Linked DNA regions of Sus scrofa: region 2 is linked to region 1. A link is a contact called in public HiChIP or PLAC-seq data. All regions are on one chromosome and are shown on one strand. The core of a region is the stretch at or near the end of the contact, and the rest is flanking DNA. Distances in the headings are between cores, read along the strand shown.

What was found. HiChIP or PLAC-seq counts read pairs in DNA pulled down with a chosen protein or histone mark.
Region 2: a contact with region 1 is called in an H3K27ac HiChIP or PLAC-seq map of skeletal muscle, with 6 times the contacts expected there. The contact joins the promoter of FBXO24 here to the promoter of COPS6 in region 1. A contact is called at or near these places in 2 of 2 datasets of contacts at active chromatin or transcription factors (alveolar macrophages and skeletal muscle).

The regions. Positions count from the first base shown.
Region 1 is chr3:7,999,774-8,004,930 of Sscrofa11.1, forward strand. It overlaps COPS6 (COP9 constitutive photomorphogenic homolog subunit 6 (Arabidopsis)), which reads left to right and starts at 2,929. Exons shown (of 10, transcript NM_001105299.1): 1 at 2,929-3,031; 2 at 3,244-3,369; 3 at 3,580-3,711; 4 at 4,328-4,416; 5 at 4,514-4,576; 6 at 4,886-4,933; 7 at 5,010-5,124. The coding sequence starts at 2,968. LOC110259870 (a long non-coding RNA gene) reads left to right here. Exons shown (of 4, transcript XR_002342273.1): 4 at 1-122.
Region 2 is chr3:8,508,427-8,513,289 of Sscrofa11.1, forward strand. It overlaps FBXO24 (F-box only protein 24), which reads left to right and starts at 3,000. Exons shown (of 20, transcript XM_021086233.1): 1 at 3,000-4,863. LRCH4 (leucine-rich repeat and calponin homology domain-containing protein 4) reads right to left here and starts at 2,916. Exons shown (of 23, transcript XR_002342282.1): 1 at 2,569-2,916.

The sequences.
Region 1 (5,157 bases), core at 1,679-4,178:
GTACAATTCCTTGATGCCACAGACTCAAGGCAATCAGTGAGCCAGCCTGGGCTCTCTCCTGGCAGCCCATATTTCAGTCTTCAGTATCTTCTCTTTGCTTCTTTTTTCTTTTCTTTTTTTTTTTTTTTTTTCTTTTTTTTTTTTTTTTTGCTTTTTCTTGAGCCGCTCCCATGGCATATGGAGGTTCCCAGGCTAGAGGTCCAATCGGAGCTGTAGCCACCAGCCTACGCCAGAGCCACAGCAACGCGGGATCCGAGCCGTGTCTGAGAACTACACCACAGCTCACAGCAACGCCAGATCCTTAACCCACTGAGCAAGGCCAGGGACCGAACCCGCAACCTCATGGTTCCTAGTCGGATTCGTTAACCACTGCCCCACACAGGAACTCCTCTTTTTTCTTTTCTTATGGCCATGCCTGCAGCACATGGAAGTTCTTAGGCCAGGGACTGAATCTGAGCCACAGCTGTGACCTGCACTGCAGCTGCAGCAATGGCAGATCCTTTAACCCACTGCTCTGGGCCAGGATCGAACTCATGCCCCCGCATTGACCAGAGCCACTGCGGTCAGATTCTTAACCCACATTGGGAACTCCCTTTTCTTTCTTTTTAAATTGAAGTATAAGTGACCTATAGTATTATATTAGTTTCAGTTATCTGACATAATGATTCAATATTCATATATATTGCAAAACTGGTCCCCAGCATCAGTCTAGCTAACATCCACCCCATCCATAGTTACTTTTTCTTTTTTTTGTGATGAGAACTTTTAAGATGTACTCTTTCAGCAGCTCTCGTATGTGCAGTACAGTCCCCATGCAGTATCTTCTTTGCAGGTTCTCTGAGCAGACCCTCTGCTCTATGCCCCATCAGCCCAGTCACCTCCACCCTCTGGAAGGAAAATTGAACAAAACAACAGAGTGATGTATTGTGTTTAGTTTTGTTGGAAGGAAAAAAAAGAACAGTGGGATAGCTGCTTGAATTCCATCATTTCAACCGGAAGGTTTTGTTTTGTTGTTTTAGCCACGCCCATGGCATGCAGAGGTTCCTGGGCCAGGGATGGCCACAGCAGTGACAACCCTGGATCATCAGCTGCTAGGCCATCAGGGAACTCCCAACCTGAGGTTTTGGTGGTAGTTTTCATGCATGTATAAACCACTGATTCAATTTCAGCGTTATCTTTAAATTTCACAGTAACCACTGTTTTATGGGTTGTTATCTGAAAAATGTTTCAAAAGCGAAGGAATTCTTTAACAATTGAAACAGCAACACAGACGATCAACTTTAACACCAGCGTAATTCTTTTTTTAGCCTTCAAATCTGGCTGAGAAGCATTACACTCCTTAGCAGCTGCCTATTATTTAAAAGAGACACATATTTCTGACCTTATTTTTCCTAAGAGAAGTGAGCCGTATATAGAGAAGTGAGGTTCTTCCATAACCCTCTCAGTTGCCTGGGAGTTTTTTCACTCGTTGGGGATTAGAATGAGAGCTCCTCTTTCTTTATTCTTTCCTTTGTTTTTTGTGTTTGCTTGTTGCTTTGGAGAGGAACGCTTTCTTAACTTCCCTTTGGCCAGGAGATCTCCCTCCCTGCAGGATTTCTCAGGCCTTTACTTTGAGAGTTGCTGGTCGTTTAATTTCCCTTTATGCAGGCTCTTAAATGGAGAGATAGCTTAATTCGCACCAGTCACTATTATCACCAGAAAACATCTCTGGGCAGCAGAGTAGGCTCCGCAGGTAAAGGTACAGGTCTCTACCTGCTTTTTAGGAGCTAACACTTGGGTGTGTTACAGACACACCTAAAGAACCAGCCAAATTGTAGGGGCGACAAGACAGGGTAAAGGCAGTGTACACAACTTGCTCGGGTGTAGGGGTGGGGAGAGGGCTGGAGTGGGCTAGGTTTGCCGGAGGTGGTTTTTTGTTTTTTCTTTTTAGGGCCGCACCCTTGGCATATGGAAGTTCCCAAGCAAGGGGTCGAATCCGAGCTGCAGCTGCTGGCCTATGCCACAGCCAATGTCAGATCTGAGCCCAATCCGTGACCTCTGTTGCAGCTTGTGGCAACGTTGTATCCTTAACCCACTGAGCAAGTCCAGGTATCGAACCCACATCCTCATTGATACTAGTTGGGTTCTTAACCTGCTGACCACAACGGGAACTCCCAGAAGTGAGTTTTGAAAGACTAACGGAGACGGAGGGTAGAGGGAAGTTGGGAGGGGTTAGAAAATGCCAGGGATGTTCTCAGTGCTGTAGGTAATGAGGTGGAAGGAGGAAAGAAAGGATGTGTAGACCAAGGCACTCAGGACCAGGCTCCACTGGCAAACCATTCATTCACTCAAAAATCATTTATGGAGTTCCCCTGTGGCTCAGCGGGATTTGAACTTTTGTGGCTCTGATTACAGCTGTGGCGTGAGTTCCGTCCCTGGTGCGAGTACTCCTGCATGCTGTGAATGCGGCCCGAAAAAGAAATCATTTAGGTGCCCATATGTCAGGTAGTTTTGATCACGTGTTACAGTGATAAAGGCGACAGAACGCCCTTCGGTGGGGATGAGTGAGACGTGTGCAAGGAACAGACACGAGAGCCAATGTGGCTGAAGCACGGCGATCAAAGGGCAGAAAAGCAGAGGCCAGGGCTGGCTGGCGGGCAGGGGTCTGATCTTACAGGGTCTTGCAGGTGGTTAGGAGTGTGGCTTTTACTCTGAGGGCAACAACATGAAGTTTCATTCATGCTGCAGCAGCCTTACAAAGTAGGCAGTCTAATCCCAGTATACTTTAGGACGATCAGGGTGCGGTTAAGTAAGTTGTTCAAGGTCAGAGGCAGGCGAGAGGGCTACTAAGACCTGCCGGCTCTCCCCGACCCAGGGCTGCCTGCGCGGGTCTGGGCAGGCGCGCGCCACGGCCGCACTGAGCATGCGCTGCTGCCTACGGAAGCCGGCAGGGAGGGGGCGGGGCCGACACTGGCGGGCGCGGGGGAAATGGCGGCGGCGGCTGCGGCGAACGGGACCGGAGGGAGCAGCGGGATGGAGGTGGATGCAGCAGGTAACCGACCGGGAGGGAGCGGCTTCTGGAGACGCCCTTGGGGCGCGTCAAGGCCTTCCTGGACTCCCGGGGAAGTCGGGAGGGCGGGTCAGCGGCGCGTTCCCTGGGATAACTTGCGGGAGGGATGTATGGCCCGGCTCTGCTGGCTTCCCCTCCCATCTCCCGGGGGGAACGTGGGACCCGGACTCTCACCCTCTCTTCCAACTGCTTAGTCGTCCCCAGCGTGATGGCCTCCGGAGTGACTGGCAGTGTTTCAGTCGCCCTTCACCCCCTCGTCATTCTCAACATCTCAGACCATTGGATTCGCATGCGCTCCCAGGAGGGGCGGCCTATGCAGGGTGAGTGTTCGGCGTAATTCTCTGGCCTTCTTTTCCTGGTCATCTCCCCCAAACGGTGGTCCTTCCCTTTCCTTTGCTGAAGCCAATTCTTCCGCCGCAAACCACCCGTTTCCCTAGTACTGGGTTCACTTGACCTCAGACCCTCAGGCTATACTGATTTAACTAAGTTTCAGGATTCTTTACCCTCACCTCTTGTGTCCTCTCCTCCAGTGATTGGGGCTCTGATCGGGAAGCAGGAGGGCCGAAATATCGAGGTGATGAACTCCTTTGAGCTGCTGTCCCACACCGTGGAAGAGAAGATTATCATTGACAAGGAATATTATTACACCAAGGAGGAGCAGTGTGAGAGGGGAATAGAGGTGGGGGAGAGGAGTGGGAGTTAAAAAAAGAAAGAAAATCAGAATAGGGAAGGTGGAGAGGGTTGGGGGGAAAAAAATAAACAGGAGATGAGCAGAATGGAGGCCAAGTGACGAGAAGGTAGCTGTAGAGATCTTTAAAAAAGAACATATTTGGGAGTTCCCGTCGTGGCTCAGTGGTTAACGAATCCGACTAGGAACCATGAGGTTGCGGGTTCGATCCCTGGCCTTGTTCAATGGGTTAAGGATCCAGTGTTGCCATGAACAGTGGTGTAGGTCGCAGGTGCAGCTCGGATCCTGCATTGCTGTGGCTGTGGTGTAGGCCGACGGACACAGCTCCAATTGGACCCCTAGCCTGGGAACCTCCATGTGCTGCGGGAGCGGCCCTAGAAATGGAAAAAAGACCAAAAAAAAAAAAAAAAAAGAACATATTTGGTTACTTCCCACAAAGTAAGGAGAAGATAGAAGAGATGACTTACTCTAAACTGAGCCGGGATGGGATGGGGAGAAGCTGGTTAAAATCCACCAGGAGCTTCAAATTAAAGAAGCGATATTTAAAAAAAAAAAAAAAATACTCTGTGCTCTGGCCCTTTCCTCCTCAGTTAAACAGGTGTTCAAGGAGCTGGAGTTTCTGGGTTGGTATACCACAGGGGGACCGCCTGACCCCTCTGATATCCACGTCCATAAGCAGGTATACACACTTCCGTTTGCACGTTGGGGCGGAGGACAGAGGATGAGCGGGAGAAAAATGGGCCCTGGCACTCAGGTGCATCTGCCCCCTCTTCCAGGTGTGCGAGATAATTGAGAGCCCTTTGTTTCTTAAGTTGAACCCTATGACTAAGCACACAGATGTGAGTAATACTGAGCCCGTGGCTACTTTGTCCTGCTTGTCCATTGCTATGCCTACCCAGATTTTAATTCTCATCCTGTTTTTTACTGTATCGCCTCTGTTGAATTGACTCTCCCTTCTCTTTACCAGCTGAGACTTTGGGTGTCATTTAACCTCTAAACTGCATTTCCCCCATGTACTAAAATGGGATAATTCCTACTTGTAACTTGGGGACATAGAAAAACGGAATGCGAAAGGGCCAAGCCTGGTTTGGGGCCCTTCAGGTACGTGTGCTGTTACTAAGAGCTCTTCGCCCATCTCCTCTTTACAGCTTCCGGTCAGCGTCTTTGAGTCTGTTATAGATATCATCAATGGAGAGGTAATGCCATACCCTTCAACTCTCAGACCCTGCTCCCGGTGTTTCCTGCTTTTGACTCTCTCTCTGTGCCCTGTAGGCCACGATGCTTTTTGCTGAGCTGACCTATACCCTGGCCACAGAGGAGGCTGAACGCATTGGTGTAGATCATGTGGCCCGAATGACAGCAACAGGCAGCGGAGAGAACTCCACTGGTAATGCAGGCTGGAGGGGTTTCCTTCGCAGCG
Region 2 (4,863 bases), core at 1,750-4,249, 510 kb after region 1:
GGACCCCCCAGCCTGGAGGCCTCGCTGCTTAGATCTCTACGGGCCTGGGTTTCTGTTTCCTCTGCTCAGCCTGTCCTGGGAGGGGCCCTGGGCCTGCTGAGGGAAGTCCCAGACAACAGAACTTGGGTGAGCTTCTTAGAGGGCCCTCCCCAGGGAGCGGCAAGCAAAAGCTGAGGGGAGGGGAAGCTGGGGTGTATCCCCCAAGGACATGAGTCTTGTGACAGGAAATGAAGCAGAAACAATCTGTCAGGTTCTGTCTCTGGTCGGCTCTGTGGTTCCCAGGGCGGATGACAGCCTGATGCCCCAGGAACCCTTCTCTCCGCCTCTGCTCCCAAGCCTGGTGTGCGCAGATAGAAGTCCTGTCACAAAAGACAGCTCCCGGGAGGGAGGGCAGAGGGATGAGGTGCAGTCCTCCCACCCCCCTCCACCTGCCCGCTTCCTCCGCATCCACTGAGGTGTGCGCTGCACGTGCCTGTGGATAAAGGGGGTGGAGGGCAAGTTCTGAGGGGGTAAGGTGGGCAAAAGCTAGGGCGGAAGGGAGCGGGCTGGAGGAGGCAGGGCACAGGAGGCACAGGATGTGGTCTGTGAGAGAATGAGCTGCACTTCTCTTTTGTGAGGGCAGCCCTTCCCCCACCTCAGATTCATCCTACTATCAGGGCCCAGGCACGAGTCCAAGGGACATGGGGACCTGCGCCACAGGACGCATGCAAGGAACACGCTGGTTCAGAAAGAGCTGAGAAAGCTGGAAGAGAGGGTTCCAAATGACTCGGGCAGCAGAGCGGTGGAGCCTGTAGTCTGTCAGGGATAAAGGGCGAGGGGATGTGGGGAGTAGGGTATGGGCACCACGGACTGGGTTTCTGCCACTTCCCCTTTCCACCCCAAGCTACAAGCACCCTGCCTGGGGAGCGGGGCCAGAGGAGAGAGTTCTGGGGACCAGAAAGGCCCGCCTGGCCTAGAACCTGGGCCCTGAAAGGCCTGAGGACTCGTGCGTGGAGAGCAGGGCACAGAGGGGTTCCCAGGAAGCTGGGATTTTCCCGCCTCCCTGCACAGGCTGGCTCACAGGAGGGGCGGCTGCACCCTGAGCCGGAATGCTGGGGGAGGAGAGCGGAGGGGGCAGGAGCTGGGAGGGCCTGGAGTTCTGGGTAGTTTTCCCCAGGAGTCCACGCACACAGACAGGGCCCTAAGGAAGTAAAGAATAACATTTGGTCTTTGTCAAAAAACAAGCAAGGGGGAGGGGCAAGGGAACAGACGGCCAGTGTCCCACAGCTGCTGAGGTCAATCTGGAGCTTGGGGGTTAGGCGGCTGGGGGAGACTGGGAGGGTCGGGAATGGCTCCTGGGGCTCACCCGCTCCCTGAACTCACTCGCTGCGGAGTGGGCAAGTTAGTTGACCTAGCAACCCGAGACAAGCCGAGTGGTTTCAACTGGTTCTCTCCAGAATGTTCGCGAGGAAGAGGAGAGCGTGCCAGTGCCTACAGGGTGTTTGCAGGTGATCAGGCACCTGCTGGGGAGAAATGCAGTCCCAGGGCAGGGTCATCCGGGGGACACTCTCATCCAGCTCCCAAGTCCTACCCTGGGCTCGGATGGGGTGGGGCTTTGGGAATGCAGTCCTCCACCCCTCTCTCAATCCCCACCCACCCCAGCTGCCAGCCCAAGGTCAGCGGTGGCCTCCTGAGCAGCTGAGGCCTGACTCACCTGTTACAGTGGCGTCCCCTACACCCTACCGTCAACAGACACCAGGATGGAAGACGCATGATTGTTAAGAGCCTATGGTAGGGGGAGTGGGAAGGACAGCTAGACGGTCTCTAGCTTCCCAGCACTCCCCGCTGGGAGATAAGATTTCCTTCCTTTCAGCAACTGCAAGTCCCCTCCCCTAGGGAAAGCAGAAACTGTACTGGGAATTCTAGGGTCTCTATGAGATCACAGGCTCCACAGTGATCTCACACACGCAAGGAGGAGGAGTTGCAGATAAAGGGATTAGGGATAATGGGAAGAGCTCAGGGAGAAAAGAGTTGGCGGGAGGTGGGAGATTTGCTTTTCTCCCACAGGCTGCCTGGGTGAAGAGCCGGGTCCGAGCAAAGGAAACAGAAACTTGGGGCTATCAGGGGCAAATCCATGGGAAGCCGCAGGGAACCTGGGGCTGCTCCTATCTTGGTGGAACAGGGGAAAGAGTTGGAGGCGAAGTGCAGAAAGAGAAATGAGTCATTAGAGGGGCTCGTGGGAACGATCAGAATTGAGGTTGAAGAGGTCACGCAAATAAGCCAAACTAGGGGAGGGGCGGGACCATTCTACAGGTGCGCAGATACGCAAATAAAGACAAACGGAGGTGGGGGCGCTCTCACAACGCTCGGCCGGGGACCCTGGGCGTTCCGTGCAAACGAGAAAAGTGTTCATTGTCTAGTAGTTCTTAAAATGGGGAAGGGGTGGCAGCTGACTTATGCAAAACAGCAGAATCCAGAACTCGGACCACCAGGTGAGGGAGCCGGCCAGGCTCCCTGGCTCCAGGAAAAACGAGGGGCGGGGCTATGCAAACGAGGGTCCCCGCGGGGCCCTGGGCCGGGTGCACTCACCAGCCTGGGTGATGTCTGACAGGTCGTAGCTGCGGGCCGCGCCCCGGGGGAAGTGCTTCAAACGCCGGTTAGACAGGTTCAGGGTCCCGGTGGCCACGGCCTCCTCTAGAGCCCGCTCTGCACTGCGGCTCCCGGGCAGACCCGGAGATCCTGGGACGGAGGTTGTGGCCGCCGCCTCCTCACCCCCAGCGGCGAGTGAGGCCGCTACCACCGCCGCCATCCGCTCCTGGCGGCTCCCGCTGCCTGACTGACGGGACCGGCCGTCCCTCCTTGCCCCTCCCCCTCCTCGGAGCCGCCGTAGTGGCTTCCAGGGGGAGGAAGCGGGCTCGAGGACCCGGCGGGCCAATCGCTGTCCCGGGACGCGTCGGAAGTGGCTAATCAGAACCCGCCGGGGGGGTGGGGACTCCGGCGCTGGAGTGAGGCGAGACACGGGAGGGGGACTAGAATGGAGCGCTCGCCAACGGCCGACGTTCCAGGCCGGCCCACCCCGCGCAGCCGCATCCAATCACAAATCTTAGGGGTGGAGATGGTCCAATCAGGTCCAGTCAGGAGGCGGGGACGCCGGCGCTCCACTTGAAATGATAGAGGCGGTGAAAAGCAAGGCCGTCTCTTTTTCCAACGAAGACAAATCGCAAGCCATACACAGGCGAGTGACTGTCGAGAAGGCCAATTAGATCCTCCAAAGGGAACCTGACCCGGCCTCTTCTCTGAGGGACGGCTCTATCTACCAATAGCATGGGCGAGAAGGCGGTCCCTTCACTAAGAAGGAGGCGGGTGAGCTAGAACTTTGAGACCGACGTAAAGAATGTGAGCGCTGCGTGTTGGGCAGGCTGGAAGGAGTAGAGGGACTGCAGTAGCGTGTGCGAGCTGGACATGTTAGGGAGCGAGCCTGCTGTGGTGGCAGCAGGCAGATTGTGGGTATAGGGGGAGCTGGAGGCAAGACGATATCTGAGGCCAGTGAACAGGGGGTCGTTGCAACCGCAGGGACCATGAATGTCATATCAGCTGCAGAGGCCGAGGCCCGGAGACAGTCTCCGGAGGCTGGGCGGACAGGCGGCTTCCCAGGGACCGGGGATGCCCAGCTCAACTCCTGGAGGGAGGGTTACGGGAGACCAGGAGATCCTCGAAAATAACCGCCCGATCTGCCCCCTTGCCCAAAGAAGTACGCCTGGGCAAATTGTGATGATCAGACCTGGGGGCTTAGTCTAGAAGGGACCTCATCTAGAAGAGGACCGCCGTTTCACAAACGAGGAAAGTGAGACAGAGGGAAGAGCTGTCAAGAGCAAACAGCAAGTTATCGACAGCTCGTTCTAGAGGCCAGGCTTCCTTCCCCCTGCATCAACTTTTGCAGTGGGCTTTTTTCTGTTCGCATCCTCTTCTTTGTCTCCCGAAGTGAAACTGAGTGGATAAAGGGGACCCAAATACAAGAGGAAGTTACCGATTCTTGCTCCGTCCACGGAGAGTCTTAACATCCTGTTAAGTGGCATAAGAACCCAATATAGTCCATTTAATTGGTTAATAGCTACCTAGCCACAAATAGCTCAAGGTTCTTTCCCATAAGTCACATCTCAGATGCTGACATTCCAGAACATTTATTGAGTTATTAAAATTCCATCCCAGGTGTCCCAAACTAGCTGTTTACTAGGCCCCCTGAATAAGGGAGTTTGATTGGCTGGCTGACAGTCTGTTCACCAGCAGAGTAAACGAATGAGTCTATAGTACTGTGCAGCTGAGGGCTGGTTGTCCAGGCCTGGATTCCTTGGAGTTCCGGGAAGATCCAGATATTCCTTGGTTGGACTGGTGCAGATCCTCTGCCCCCACAGGGACAGACACAGGCCCCACTCCTGCTGTTTCTCATCCGTGTCCCCCACCTGTCCCCTAAGACTAAGTGAACACCTTAGACTCTGGGAGAAATCCTACGCTTTCAGAGTAAACCTGTCCCTTCCTTCCACCTAATAGGCTGCCCTTTCTATGTGCAGTCATGTTATTGTCCCTGGAAAACTGTCCGCCTTTGGATGTGTTTCATGAGGCTGGAAAGCATGAGCTCAGTTGTACCCACTTTCATCTCATGTGTGCTTTCATGAGATAGGTGCTCTAGTTAGCAGGGTCACCTTCCCCCTCACCTGTCAAACTGAGTTTAAACTTTTTTTTTTATTTGAGTTTATATCTTTGAGGTAAAGATCCCGTGGAGGCTCTGGCCTGCTGAGATGTGAAGAATTCACCAGGGTTTCTCTACAGAATTAGTGCTAAAAAGGCATCAAGTGGAAAAACTTCCCACTACTCCCTGAAAGGCCT